Regions from separate parts of the Ovis aries genome. Here region 1 is linked to region 2. Evidence: chromatin contacts called from public Hi-C data. All regions are on one chromosome and are shown on one strand. The core of a region is the stretch at or near the end of the contact, and the rest is flanking DNA. Distances in the headings are between cores, read along the strand shown. Region 1 overlaps LOC121816974 (a long non-coding RNA gene). Region 2 holds the start of CCDC117 (coiled-coil domain containing 117).

What was found. A called contact is a pair of places that touch in the nucleus more often than the background predicts.
Region 1: a contact with region 2 is called in a Hi-C map of skin fibroblasts, with 3 times the contacts expected there. The contact joins the enhancer-like site here to the promoter of CCDC117 in region 2. A contact is called at or near these places in 4 of 16 Hi-C or Micro-C datasets (liver, mixed tissues, skin fibroblasts and 1 more).

The regions. Positions count from the first base shown.
Region 1 is chr17:68,249,308-68,255,594 of ARS-UI_Ramb_v3.0, reverse strand. LOC121816974 (a long non-coding RNA gene) reads right to left here. Exons shown (of 3, transcript XR_009597058.1): 1 at 1-6,287. Among named protein-coding and RNA genes, the nearest start is that of ZNRF3, 19 kb to the left of the region's middle. Within about 2 kb of position 2,879, at least 7 of the 54 cell types and tissues checked have an H3K27ac peak or open chromatin away from gene starts, as enhancers often do. A contact at or near this core is called in tail adipose tissue, where this site is marked.
Region 2 is chr17:68,206,372-68,213,312 of ARS-UI_Ramb_v3.0, reverse strand. It overlaps CCDC117 (coiled-coil domain containing 117), which reads right to left and starts at 2,105. Exons shown (of 5, transcript XM_004017458.5): 1 at 1,792-2,105; 2 at 1,046-1,099. The coding sequence starts at 1,973.

The DNA of each region.
Region 1 (6,287 bases), core at 1,630-4,129, 42 kb before region 2:
TTATGATCACTTTACTATTCTGTTATAATAATATAAACTTAAAATAAACAACTGAAGTGACTTAGCAGCAAAATAAACATATTCTGTATCATCCAGATGATGTCTTTCCATTACAGTAATACCAATAGGTTACATTATGCTACAGTAACAAACAGCCCCTAAACCTCAGTGTCTTGTAACAGAGTTATCTTTATTACTGTGTTATGCTACATACTCATTACATATTGGCTGGTGCTTTGCTCCATGTCACCTCCCTTTAAAAGCGAAGCATAATACCAAAGTAGCCCCAGATTTGAATATTGCTGGTTGTCGTTACAGAGTGGAATAGAGCTCTGAAAACTCTCGAATCAACAATGAAATATTCTAGCCCAGTTTGCCACTCACGGCTCCATAGGTGGCAGAAGTCAAAGAGGCAGAACTGAGCCACTGCAGCCAGCACCATCTCTTTGTTTTGAGTGGTAATATAGTTCCAGCAAAACAACATCATCTGCAACTTTCCTTGGCCGTCCGATGGTTAAGACTGCACACTTCCAGAGGGCACGGGTTCAGTCCCTTGTTGGGTAACTAAGATCCTGCATACCGTGTGGCCATTAAAAAAAAAAGAAAGAAAAACAACATCATCTGTCACATTAGATTGTTGACAACTGTAATTTTTATTTGCAAATGTGGTTTTATAGTTCTATAAGGTGCTTATACCTAATGTTATATCTCTACATTATAATAAAAGCACTTAGTGACTACTGTGGCAAGGAGAGGGTCAGGAAGAAGTGTTTTCCTTTTTTAAAAAAAGTCCATTTATACATTATCCAGGTTTAAGGAACAAAAGCCTCCAGGATAAAGCCCAAATCCCTAGGCAAGACTTCAAAGGCCCTTTGTGATCCCGTCCCTGAACATGTCTCCAGCCTTGTCATCTCTACAGCCCCCCTTTCTTGAGTCCCCTGAACCACTTGGAGCTCCCCAGCTTAACATATCTTGCTCTCTCAGGCCTTGAATAAACTAGGAATCGGTTTGGCTCCATATAACAGAAAGCTCAGCTTACAATGGCTTAGCCGAATAGAGGTCTTATTCTTCTCGTGTAACTGGAAGTCCGGAGCTGGGCAGCTGCGCACTTGTCTCACGGCCCCACGATGCCGACGGAAACCTCCTTTATTGAAGGACGGTTGGTTTACAATGTTGTGTTAATTTCAGGTGTACAGCAAAGCGATACCTACATTCCTTCACAGATTCCTTTTAAAACTTTGTACGGATGTTTATTTCTGGCTGTGCTAGGTTTTCGTTGCTTCTTGGGCTTTTCTGCAGTTGTGGCAAGTGGGGTCTAGCCTCTAGTTGTGGTGTGCAGGCTTATCATTGCTGTGAATTTTCTTGTAGAGCAGGGCTCTGGGGCCCATGGGCTCCAGTCGCCGTGGTTCCCCAGGGCACAGGCTCAGTAACTGTGGCACCTGGGCTTAGTGGCTCCATGGTGTGTGGAATCTTCCCAGATCAGGGATAAAACCCATGTCTCCTATATTGGCAGGCAGATTCTTTACCACTGAGCCATCAGGGAAGCCCTTCTTTTTCAGATTCTTTCTTGTAATAGATTATTACAAGATATTGAATATAGTTCCTTGTGCCATACAGCAGGTCCTTGTTTACCGTAGTGAGTTTCTGTTAATCCCAAACTCCTAATTTATCCCTCCCCCCTTTCCCCTTTGTAATTGTAAGTTTGTTTCCTATGTCTGTGAGTCTGTTTCTGTTTTGTTAATAAATTCATTTGTATTTAATTTTTAAGATTCCACATATAATTGATATCATGTGATATTTGTCTTTCTCTGACTTATTTTACATAGTATGATAATCTCTAGGTGCGTCCCTGTAGCTGCAAATGGCAATATATCGTTCTTTTTTTATGGCTGAGTAATATTCCATTGTGTATATGGAACACATCTTCCTTACCCATTCATCTGTCCATGGATACTTCAATTGTTTCCATGTCTTGGCTATTGTAAACAGTACTGCACTGAACGTTGGGGTGCATGTGTCTTTTTGAATTAGAGTTTTCATCTTTTCCAGACAGATGCCCAGGAGTGGGATTTCTGGATTTTATGGTAACTCTATTTATAGTTTTCTGAGGAAACTTCATATTGGTTTTCATACTGGCTGCACCAACTTACATTCCCACCAATAGTATAGGAGGGTTCCCTTTTCTCACACCCTCTCCAGCATTTAATTAATCAGTTACTTTCAGCTGCACTGGGTCTTTGTTGCAGCACAAAGCTGTAGATCAATTTCAGGAAGGCGGACAGAGAGTCAAGAGGCCAACTTCAAGCTTTCTGTTTGGGAAGCAAGGAAAGAAGTTCTGTTCCATCAGACTCTGATGCCCTCCCCACATTGCCCGCCTCACCCTCCCATCACCTGCAAGCTTCCACTAATGTTACTTTTGCCCAGAAATTGTTTCCTCCTCTGAATGCCCTCTGAAAGCCAACGGGCTTCCTCTAGTTGCGGCCGACAGAGGCTACTCTCCTGTTGCGGAGCACAGGCTCTAGATGGGGTTTCTCCGCATTTCTGACTCCCCAGTAGTAAGTCAGAAACGGTCACAGTCACTTTTCCCTTTATCATGGGATTTGTCACGCAGATGCTTTTAATCTTGATACAGTCAGACTTAACCATCTTTTCCTTAATGGTCTGCAGTTTTTGCATCTTCTTTAAGAGATCCATTTCCATTCTGATGTTCCAAATATGTTTGTTAAAATTTCTGCTAAAATTGTAAGGTTTCACGTTCCACAGTGGGAGCTTTGATGCATCTGAAATTCGTTCATGGTCTGATGGGACAGAATGAGCTGATCCTGTTTCCTTTCCATACAAAGAGTCTGTTGTCCCAACACCATCTCTTCCCTGCCGACTTGCTGGTCTGGTGTCTGGGCTGAGTCAAAGTGGGCCAGTTCCTCAGCCACAGGGCAGCCCTGGCGGGGCAGTGCCCTCTTGGGCATACAACTTGCAGCCAATGCTTTAGAAGCTGCATCGATGAAGGAGACCCCCCTACAGGGTTTTTAGAAAAGTTGCTGTTCAAAACTTTAGAAAGTATGGGCAGAGAGTGAAGAGGAGTCCAAGGTCATAGTTACAAATCGAGGCTTTAGAGTCAGACAGACCTAACCTAAGATTCCACTTCCCCTCTCAGATGTGTTATCTCCTCCTTCTTTATGGCTGCCCCTTCCGGGGATCCCCTGATCCAACCACAACATCACCCCCCAGCTCTTCCCTGGCTGCCTAACTCTGCACCCCGCTCCACCCACCAATCACAGACAGCTCAGGTGGGTGCTGGACAAAGAGAGCCCACTCAGAGACTGGGATAGCCAGAGATTCTAGCGCAAGAGATTTATTGAGGAAGGACCCTAGGGAGGAACACTGGGAGGAACTGAAAGAAGCAGGACGGAGCCAGAGAGGAAACTGAGCAGATGCGTGCTTTCAGGAGAGGTCTAACCGCAGCCCGATCCCATAGGGAGCTGGGGGGTATTTATTACACTGCAGAGTCTGTCCTGCCCTGAGGCCAGGGAGCTGGACTTTAAACCCCACCCTGTTAGTCAGCCATTGGCCAAGGGCCACCCGGGCCGTGTGTGTAACCTCCCAGGCATCTCCTGGCAGGGCAGCTCCCGTTAGCTAAGAGAATCCTCCAGAGAAGGATGGAGCCATGAGCGTTTAGCAGCCAACACCCAGAACAGCTGGGAAGTGGGTGTACCAGTGAGCAGGGCACCAATAGTGTCCAGCCAAGAGACCAAATCTGCCTACTTGCTGCAGTTCATCGTAAATTAGAAAGAAATAGTTGAAACAGAGTCTGAGGATGTGATGATGGGAAAGGTTTAGAGAAAAATATGTTCTTGGACATGTCTTCACAAAGCTTCGTCAAAGAACGATCTATTTCACTATTTGATGACTGTTATGTAATGTTAGTTTAAATTGCTCTCTGGCTTTATTTTCTTTCTAGTGACAAAATAAATCTAGGTTCATGGTAAATTATTCCTATGCTAAAGTAATTTTATCTTAGCAAGTAATGTCAGATGGAGAAGGAAATGGCAATCCACTCCAGTATTCTTGCCTGGGAAATCCCAAGGACAGAGGAGCCTGGCGGGCTGCAGTCTGTGGGGTCACAACGAGTCTAACGTGACTTATCGACTAAACAACAAGTAATGTCATATATCCTAAAGGAATCAACCTTGAATATTCATTGAAAGCACTGATGCTAAAGCTCCAATACTTTGGCCACCTGATGCAAAGAGCCGACTCATTGGAAAAGACCTTGATGCTGGAAAAGATTGAAGGCAGGAGGAGAAGGCGCTAAAGACAATGAGATGGTTGGATGGCATCACTGACTCGGTGGATGTGAGTTTGAGCAAACTCTGGGAGATGGTGGAGGACGGGGAAGCCTGGTGTGCTGCAGTCCACGGGGTCACAAAGAGTTGGACAACGACTTAGTGACTGAACAAGAACAATGTCATACAACCTCTCCCCACACACCCATCCTGAGAGAACCACGGGTAAGAATTAGAAGTATATTATCTCAGCTCGTATCTATATGAGTCATCTTTTGGAAAGGTCTAGAAAGCAGAAGAGGTCTCATTAAATCTGGCCCACTGGAAACCTTTAGCAAATATACTTAACGGTAACTTTGAAAGCTTTCTTTCTGAGATGGAGAATGAGATGACAGTGTCTGCTCTCATCACAAATATTTAGCACAGTTCTTTAGGCCATTGGAGAGGCAATATTTAAACCATATGGTATGGATACAATGAAGTAAAACTACCAGTATGCAGTAGTCCCCTGATTGTGCGTGCAGAAAGCCCAAATGAATGAAACATTCTCAACTGTAAAATAAAGAAGTTAATTTATCAAGTTTGCTAGATACAAGGTTGATATAATAGCTGGATTTCTACACAAAAACAATTTTAAAGTGAAATGTGAAAAAACACCATGTATAATGGCATCAAAATTAAAATATGTAGCTCAAAGTTCAGTTCAGTCGCTCCGTCATGTCTGACTCTTTGTGACCCCATGGACTGCAGCACACCAGGCTTCCCTGTCCATCACCAGTTCCCAGAGCTTGCTCAAACTCATGTCCCTCAAGTCGGTGATGCTATCCAACCATCTCATCCTCTGTTGTCCCTTCTCCTCCTGCCTTCAATCTTTCCTAGAACTGGGGTCTTTTCCAATGAGTCAGTTCTTCACATCAGGTTCTACACAGTGCCTTTACAAAGACAAAGAATTAACATGTACACACTACTATATATAAGATAATGGAGAAGGCAATGGCACCCCACTCCAGTACTCTTGCCTGGAAAATCCTATGGATGGAGGAGCCTGGTGGGCTTCTGTCTATGGGGTCGCACAGAGTCAGGCACGACTGAAGCGACTTAGCAGTAGTAGTAGTATATATAAGATAAACAACATCCCTACTATAAAGCTAGGGATGTCTACTCAATACTCTGTAATAACCTATATGGGAAAAAGAATCTGCAAAAAGGATGGACATATGTATATGTATAACTGAATCACTCCACTGTATACCTGAAACTAATATACTGTAAATCAACTACACCCCAATATAATTTTTTTTTTTAATTTCAGTTAAACACACACACACAGGGCTTCCTTGGTGGCTCAGTGGTAAAGAATCCACCCTGATCCGGGAAGATCTCACATGCCACAGAGCAACTCAGCCCACGTGCCACGACTATGGAGCCTGTGCTCCAGAGCCGGGAGGCGCAACTGCTGAGTGCATGCGCCAAAACCACGGAAGCCTGCGCCCCCCAGAGCCTGTGCTCCACAGCAAGAGAAGCCACCGCAGTGAGCCCACACACCACAACTAGAGTAGCCCCTGCTCGCCGAGAAAAGCCTGAGCAGCAGGGAAGGCCCAGCACAGCCAAATACATATAGATACAAGAGAAAAAATGTTTATATATAGGAAAAACAGAAAAACAACCCACGCGACTAAGAAACATTACTGAGAGGAAGTGAAGGATTTCTGAGACAATGCTCGAGTTCCTCATAGTGAACCTTTTCCTTGAGCCTGTTGGGTGGGTTTGTGGCCCACCTGGGTGATGCTGTCTTTCTATAAGCACTGAACAAATTAATAGCAAAGGCTTACTTGTCAGAAACAGTGGCAAAGACGTGACATGCACACTTTCCTGGGTCTTCAGAACAGTCCTGTCCACTGTTACCTCCACTGCGCAAGAGGGCACTGAGAGTCAGATTGTTCCAGTAACTTGCTCAACGTCACAGACAGCAAACTCTCACCCAAGCCTGTCTGACCTGGGTAA
Region 2 (6,941 bases), core at 856-3,355:
GTGCCTTCAACTCATTCAAAACTGTTTCCCAAAGTGTTGTAGCAATTTACATTCTTATCCAATAGTGTCTGTGAGTTCCTGGTGTCACAGAACCCTCCAATATCTGGTAGTGGAGTAGTTTCTCACTGTGCTTTTAATATCCATTTCCCTAAAGACTGATGAGGTCAAATATCTTTTCATCTGTTTGGTCATTTTGATATCCTCTTTGGGGAAGTCTTTTACTCATTTTCTTTTTTAGACTGCCTGCCTATAACATGCAGTATTTTCCCTATCAGTTAAGAGGTGATCAAAAAGTTTGAAAATACAATTCTGATGAGAAGATGGAGAAACACACATTGCCTAAGTTTAAAGGAGTATAAACTGCCAACAACTCTTGTTTAAAATTCAAAATGCATACATTTAAAGATTGAGCAATTTCCCATCTAGGAATCCATGTATCTAATTACAAACACAAATAACTTAAGAACAGTCACTTTAGATTTGTTAGTATTAAACTCCATCACTGGGAGACTGGTTAATTACCTATTCCTAGCTTTACAACGGAATTCCATTCAACTGTTGAAAAACAATGAGATAGAACTCTATGTGTCCATATGTAACAAGCTACAGGAGAGTAAAATGAAAACACCAGTGTTGCAGTGTTAACAGTATGTTACTATTAAATGTAAAACCCCAGAATTATACAGCTATAAACTTGCACATTTTTACATTATCTTCCTTAAAGGGAAACAGGCAATAAGGATAACCCTCTGGGGAAAACTGGGAGCATAAGATTTTGCCTTCTGGGAATTTTTTTAAATTTTGTGCATGTAATAATACTCATGTGCCTCAAAGTTCAAACATGACAATCGCTTATGCAGTAACAAGCTTCCCTCTGACCTGCCCAGCTCACTTCTCTAAAAGGCAACCCGTGATGTCAGTTCCTTGGGCCTCCTTTCAGAGACACCTAATGTTCCACCTTTTCACTCAAAAACAAATAGTTATGCATATAAAATAGGTTAAATTAAGTGACCATTAAGTGACTAAAAAAGCACTTGAAACTTACTCATCATCCTCCTCCTCCTCTCGCTTGTGTTTCTTTCTACAGTGAGTTGAAATACTGTTAAACAAACAAACAAACTCAGTCAGTTGAGAAATTTACTGAGCTGGTACATTCAGCATCCAAATTCAGGCTCCGATAATCTTGCCCACCCCACTATCAGCTCTCCCCTCCCTTGCCCTGTGGGATGGATATACAAGTCACACGGTCAGTCAGGTAAAAGTGTTGGCTGGTCCTGACAAAATCACACTGAAAGCTAAATTCATTCGGTCAAGGCCGGGGGAGATAAACTGGGGCGACCAGCCTAGGGAAAACGTATCGGGGCAGGCACCATGCTGAGCACTTTAGTTTATGATCCCACTAGAAGGACCCATTTCTCTCCCAAGTTGCGGATGAGGAAACTCAAGAGTCCGAGAGTCGCTGAAAGTTACTAACAACAGCTGCCGGGCCGCAGTCTGGAGGGAGCGAGGCGTGTGCGCGCCCAGGGCAGCTCCAGGCCCGGGTCGGTCCTGCTCCCATCCCCGCACGCCCCGGGTGAGCAGACCTCTCCTCACTTCTCCCGGCGCAAGCGCGCCGAGGTTGGAACTGGACCCCCGCGCTGTGCGACCTCCGCGATTTACGGCAACCGCCTGTGGGGCTCAGTCTCCTCATCCGCAACTTGAGGCTCAAGAGCCCCCACCAGGGTCGCGAAAAGGGTCAACCCGCCCGCGCCAGAGCCTACACCCGCCCCCGCCGTCCGCCGGTCTCCTCACCGTCCGCGCGCCGCGCTCCCGCCGGAGCTGCTCGGGGTGGCGCGAAGTCCCGGCCGCGGGGCCAGCTCGGCGCCCTCCGTCCCCGGCGGGAAGGCCCGACCGGCGAAGGCCGGCGGCGGCTGCAGGAAGTCCGAGCCACCGCTCAGGGGAAGGCCGCTAAACGGCCGGCCGAGCGCCGCCATGGCCGGGGAGACGAGGAGGCTGCGCCCACGGCCCCGGCCGTCCGCGTCCCCGGGCCCGGCAGCAGCGGCCACAGCGACTGCCGAGAGGTACCCGCCTCTGAGCCCGCTTCCCGACCCCACGTCACGCCTTCTAGAACCCTCCACCCCAAGCCGCCCGGAGCACGCCGGGATTTGTTGTGTGTGGCGAACTGCTGGCGCGAGGGCTGCCGGGAGCTGAAGTCCTTGAGGACCACAAACAAGATGGCTGCCCGGCCGAGTCTTCGGGGCTGGAGGATGGCCCTACCTACCAGAGGTCTTAGGTCCAAATCCTCACTCGTCAAGTAACCTCTGTACCTCAGTTTTCTCAGTAGTAAAACCTGAAAACAGTAGTACCTATGTTCTTAAGATTGATAGGAGAAGTAAATGAATTAAAACCTCTAGAGCCCTTAGAAGTTCTAAGTTAGAACACTTCTTGGCACATAGTGTTAGTCGCTCAGTCGTGCCCGACTCCTTGCGACCCCATGGACTGCAGCCCGCCAGGCTCCTCTGTTCATGGACTTTTCCAGGCAAGAATAATACTGGAGTGGGTTGCCATTTCCTTCTCGAGTCTTCGGTGTTTTAATGTAAATGAAGTTGGTGACACTTTAGAGGAAACAGCACGGAAGATCAGGAAAAGCCTCAAAGTTCTGAGCGGTACTGGCAAGCCTTCCAGCCTCCCTCTGGGAGCATCCAGAGACAACTGCTTGCTAAAGGGCTAGCAGAGTTGGCCATCCCAACCACTGATCACGACCATATTTCCCGTCTCGGGAAACGGCACCGTCGTCTAGTCTGAGTTGCTTATACCAAAGTCAGTGCCCTTCAGTCAAAGACCACCAAGAACTCATACTTGTGTTGCATATGGACACATAGAGTTCTACTTCATTTCCTTTTCAACTGTTGAGTGGAATTCTATTGTAAGGCTGTGTGTGCTTAGTAGCTCAGTCGTGTCCTATTCTTTGCGACTCCATGGGACTGTAGTCCGCCAGGCCTCTGTGTTCATGGTGATTCTCCAGACAGGAATATTGGAGTGGGTTGCCATGCTCTCCTCCCGGAGATCTTCCCAATCTAGGGATCAAACCCAGTCTCCTGCATTGCAGGTGGATTCATACCGTCTGAGCCACCAGGAAAGCCCCATTGTAAGGCTGAGTGTAGACAAATCTAAGTTTTTTGTATATATTTGCAAGCAGGTAAATGGATTCCTAGGTGGAAAATTGCTGACAGTGTTTTTAAAATAAACATGTTCAATACAATGAGATGCAATGCACTGAATGTTTGTGTCCATTGCACCTCATTGTATATTAACCCAGATGGAGTAGAACATGAGGTTAAAAACAAGAAGTTGAAAGAAGCAAACATCAGCAACGAGCATTTATTGAGCACTTACTTCCCTGGTGGCTCAGACGGTAAAGCGTCTGCCTGCAGTGCAGGAGACCCGGGTTCAATCCCTGGGTTGGGAAGATCCCCTGGAGAAGAAAATGGCAACCCACTCCAGTACTCTTGCCTGGAAAATTCCATGGACTGAGGAGCCTGGTAAGCTACAGTCCCATGGGGTGGCAAAGAGTCAGACACAACTGAACGACTTCACTTTCACTTTCTTTCACTATGCTAGGCACTGCTTCTCATTAACTCCACCACAACTCTGTACTTCCCTGGTGGTTCAGACAGTAAAGAATCTGCCCATAATGCAGGAGACCCAGGTTTGATCCTTGGGTCGGGAAGATCCTCTGGAGGAGGAAATGGCAACCCACTCCAGTATTCTTGCCTAGAGAATCCCATGGACAGAGGAACTCGGTGGTCTATAGTCCACGGGGTCACAAAGAATCTGACGAAACTGAGCGACTAACATACACGTGTGCTAGGGCACTGCTTCTCATCATCACCACTTTGCAGAATAAGAGGCTAAGATTCAGAGAGGTGAAGGACCAATCTTAAGGTCTCACAATTATAATGGTGGTTCTGGAAATGTTTGATTGTTTCTGAAACTAGTTATATCATCACCACTTTCTACAAGGAAATAGAAACTTTTTTTCCCCTGCTGAGCATCCTCCAAATGCATATTCGAGGAAAGATCCTTGCATTAGTCAGGGTTCTGCAGAGAAATAGAAACTACAGGATGTGTGTGTATATATATATGTATAAAAGAGGAGATCTATTATTGGAACTGACTCACTTGGTTACAGAAGCCAAGAAGTCCCACCATCTGCCCTCTATAACTAGAGAACCAGAAAGCCAATGATGTAATTTAGTCTGAGTCTGAAGGCCTGCCAATCAGGGGGCTGCTAATGTGAGTCCATATCTGAGTGTGAAAGCCTGAGCGCAAGGGCAGAAAATGGATGTCTCAGCTCAAGCAGAAGGAGGGAGCCGGTTTGCCCTTTCTCCTCCTTTTTGTTCTATTAGAGCCCCCATGGCTCAGTCGGTAAAGAATCAGCCAGCAATGCAGGAGACTGCCTGCCATTCGATCCCTGGGTCAGGAAGATCCACTGGAGGAGGAAATGGCAACCCACTCCAGTATTCTTTGCCTGGGAAATCCCATGGACAGAAAAGCCTGGCGGACTACAGTCCCTGGGGTTGCAAGAGTCCGACATGACTTAGCCACTAAACCACCGCCAGAACCCCCAGTGGATTGGCAGATGCTCCCCACATCAAAGAGCCATTTGTATTACTCAATTCGCCAATTCAAATTCCAGTCTCTTCCAGAAACATCCTTAGAGGCACACCCAGAAATAATATTTCACCAGCTATCAGAAACTCACTTAGCCTAGTCAAGCTGACGCATAAAATTAACCATCACAATCCCTAAAAAAATTGATGTTCCTGCTTAAAAAGAAATACAACAACCTCTATAGGACAGAGAAAAACCTATATGTTCAGGGCTTGCCAATGACATTCCAAATAGAGGACCCCCTTCTCAAAAGCAGTATCTGGGGGCCTCCCTGCTGGCTCAGTGGTAAGGAGTCCATCTCTCAGTGCAGGAGACACAGATTCAGTCCCTACTCCAGGAAGATCCCAAATGCTGTGGAGCAACTAAGCCCGTGAGCCACAACTAGCACAGCCAGAAATGAATAAGTAAAGTTATTTTAAAACAAAAAGAAAGAAGGAAGAGTAAACTAAATACAAAACAAGCAGAAGGGAGGAAGTGATAAAGATTAAAGCTGAAATAAATAAAAAATAGAAAAGGGACTTCCCTGGCAGTTCAGTGGTTAAGACTGCACAGTTCCAAGGCAGCGGGCACGGGTTTCATCCCTGGTTGGGGAACTAAGATCCCACATGCTGCAACTGAGACCTGGTGCAGCCAAATAAATAAATAGTTTTTTAAAAATCAAGAGAAATGAATGAAACGGAAACTTGATTCTTTGAAAAAGCTAATGCAATGTGACAAACATTTAGCTGGACAGATCAAGAAACAGAAAGCAAAGACTCAAATTATTAAAATCAGGAATGAACGAGGTAATTATAAGGGAAAACCACAAATAACTATATGCCAACAAATGAGACAATTTAGATGAAATGGATAAATTCGTGAACAAATTAATAAAACTGATTCAAAAGAAACAAATTTTGAATAGGCCTATGATAAGAGACTGAATTAGTAATAAACAATCTTCCTACAAAGAAAAGACCAGGTCCACATGGCTTCACCAGCGAAGTCTACTGAATATTTAAAGAAAAATTGACACCAATCCTTCACAAATCCTTCCAGAAAATAGAAGAGGATGGAAAAATTCCCAGTCCATTATACAAGGCCAGTATTACTTTGATGATTAAATTAGATGCTAACTAAAGAATGTCACTCATCATCTGGCTTTAAAAGGATTAGGTCATTAGCCACTGCACTAGCTGACTTTCTGCCCTGAAAGGACGTCAGGGCAGAGATTAGGGATGAGGCACTCTGCTCTGGGAAATCTGGCTGAACAGGTCTGCAGATAGATAGTTTCAGGAAAGAATTTTATGAACCCAAACTCTTGCATCAAAGCACTAAAATCATTAACTAAGATATCTGTTTCTACTTTAAAATAGTACAATATTTAAATTAAAAAAATCAACTGTATTTCTATACACTAGCATAAATCAGAGAAGGCAATGGCAACCCACTCCAGTACTCTTGCCTGGCAAATCCCATGGATGGAGGAGCCTGGTGGGCTGCAGTCCATGGGGTCGCTAAGAGTTGGACACGACTGAGCAACTTCACTTTCACTTTTCACTTTTATGCATTGGGAAGGAAATGGCAACCCACTCCAGTGTTCTTGCCTGGAGAATCCCAGGGACTGGGGAGCCTGGTGGGCTGCCATCTCTGGGGTCACACAGAGTTGGACGCAACTGAAGTGACTTAGCAGCAGCAGCAATAAATAATCTTGAAAATGGAATTAAGAAAATAATTTTGTTTACAGGAGCATCAGAAAGAGTAAAATACTTAGGAATAACTCTTAACAAAATAGCATGTGACTTTTACACTGAAATTATAAAACATTTGAAAGAAATTAAAGACAATGACAATCTGCCTATGTTCATGGGTCAAAACACTTAATATTGTTTAATAGTTTTTAAATTGAAAAATTTTTTTTCTTGCTGCACCTGAGACATGTGGGATGTTAGTTCTCTGATCAGGGATTGAACACGCCTCCTGCATTGGTAGGTAGAGCTCTAACCACTGAACCGCTGGGGAAGTCCCATATTGTTTTAATACTGAATACTCCCCACATTGATCTGCAGATTCAATGCAATCCTTATAAAATTTTAGCTTTTTTTTGCAGATATTGACAAAATGATTTTAAAACTCGTACAGAAATGCAACTGTTGTGTAACAAAAAGATTTTGGCCTTTATCTCTGGTTCTGGAGGGTGTTTCTGTATCCTGAGAATTACCTGACTGATAGGTGTGTGTGTATTATGAGCTCTATGGGTTATTCCTGAGTTTATGCTAATGAATGAGGTGATCCCAGATGGGGGCTGG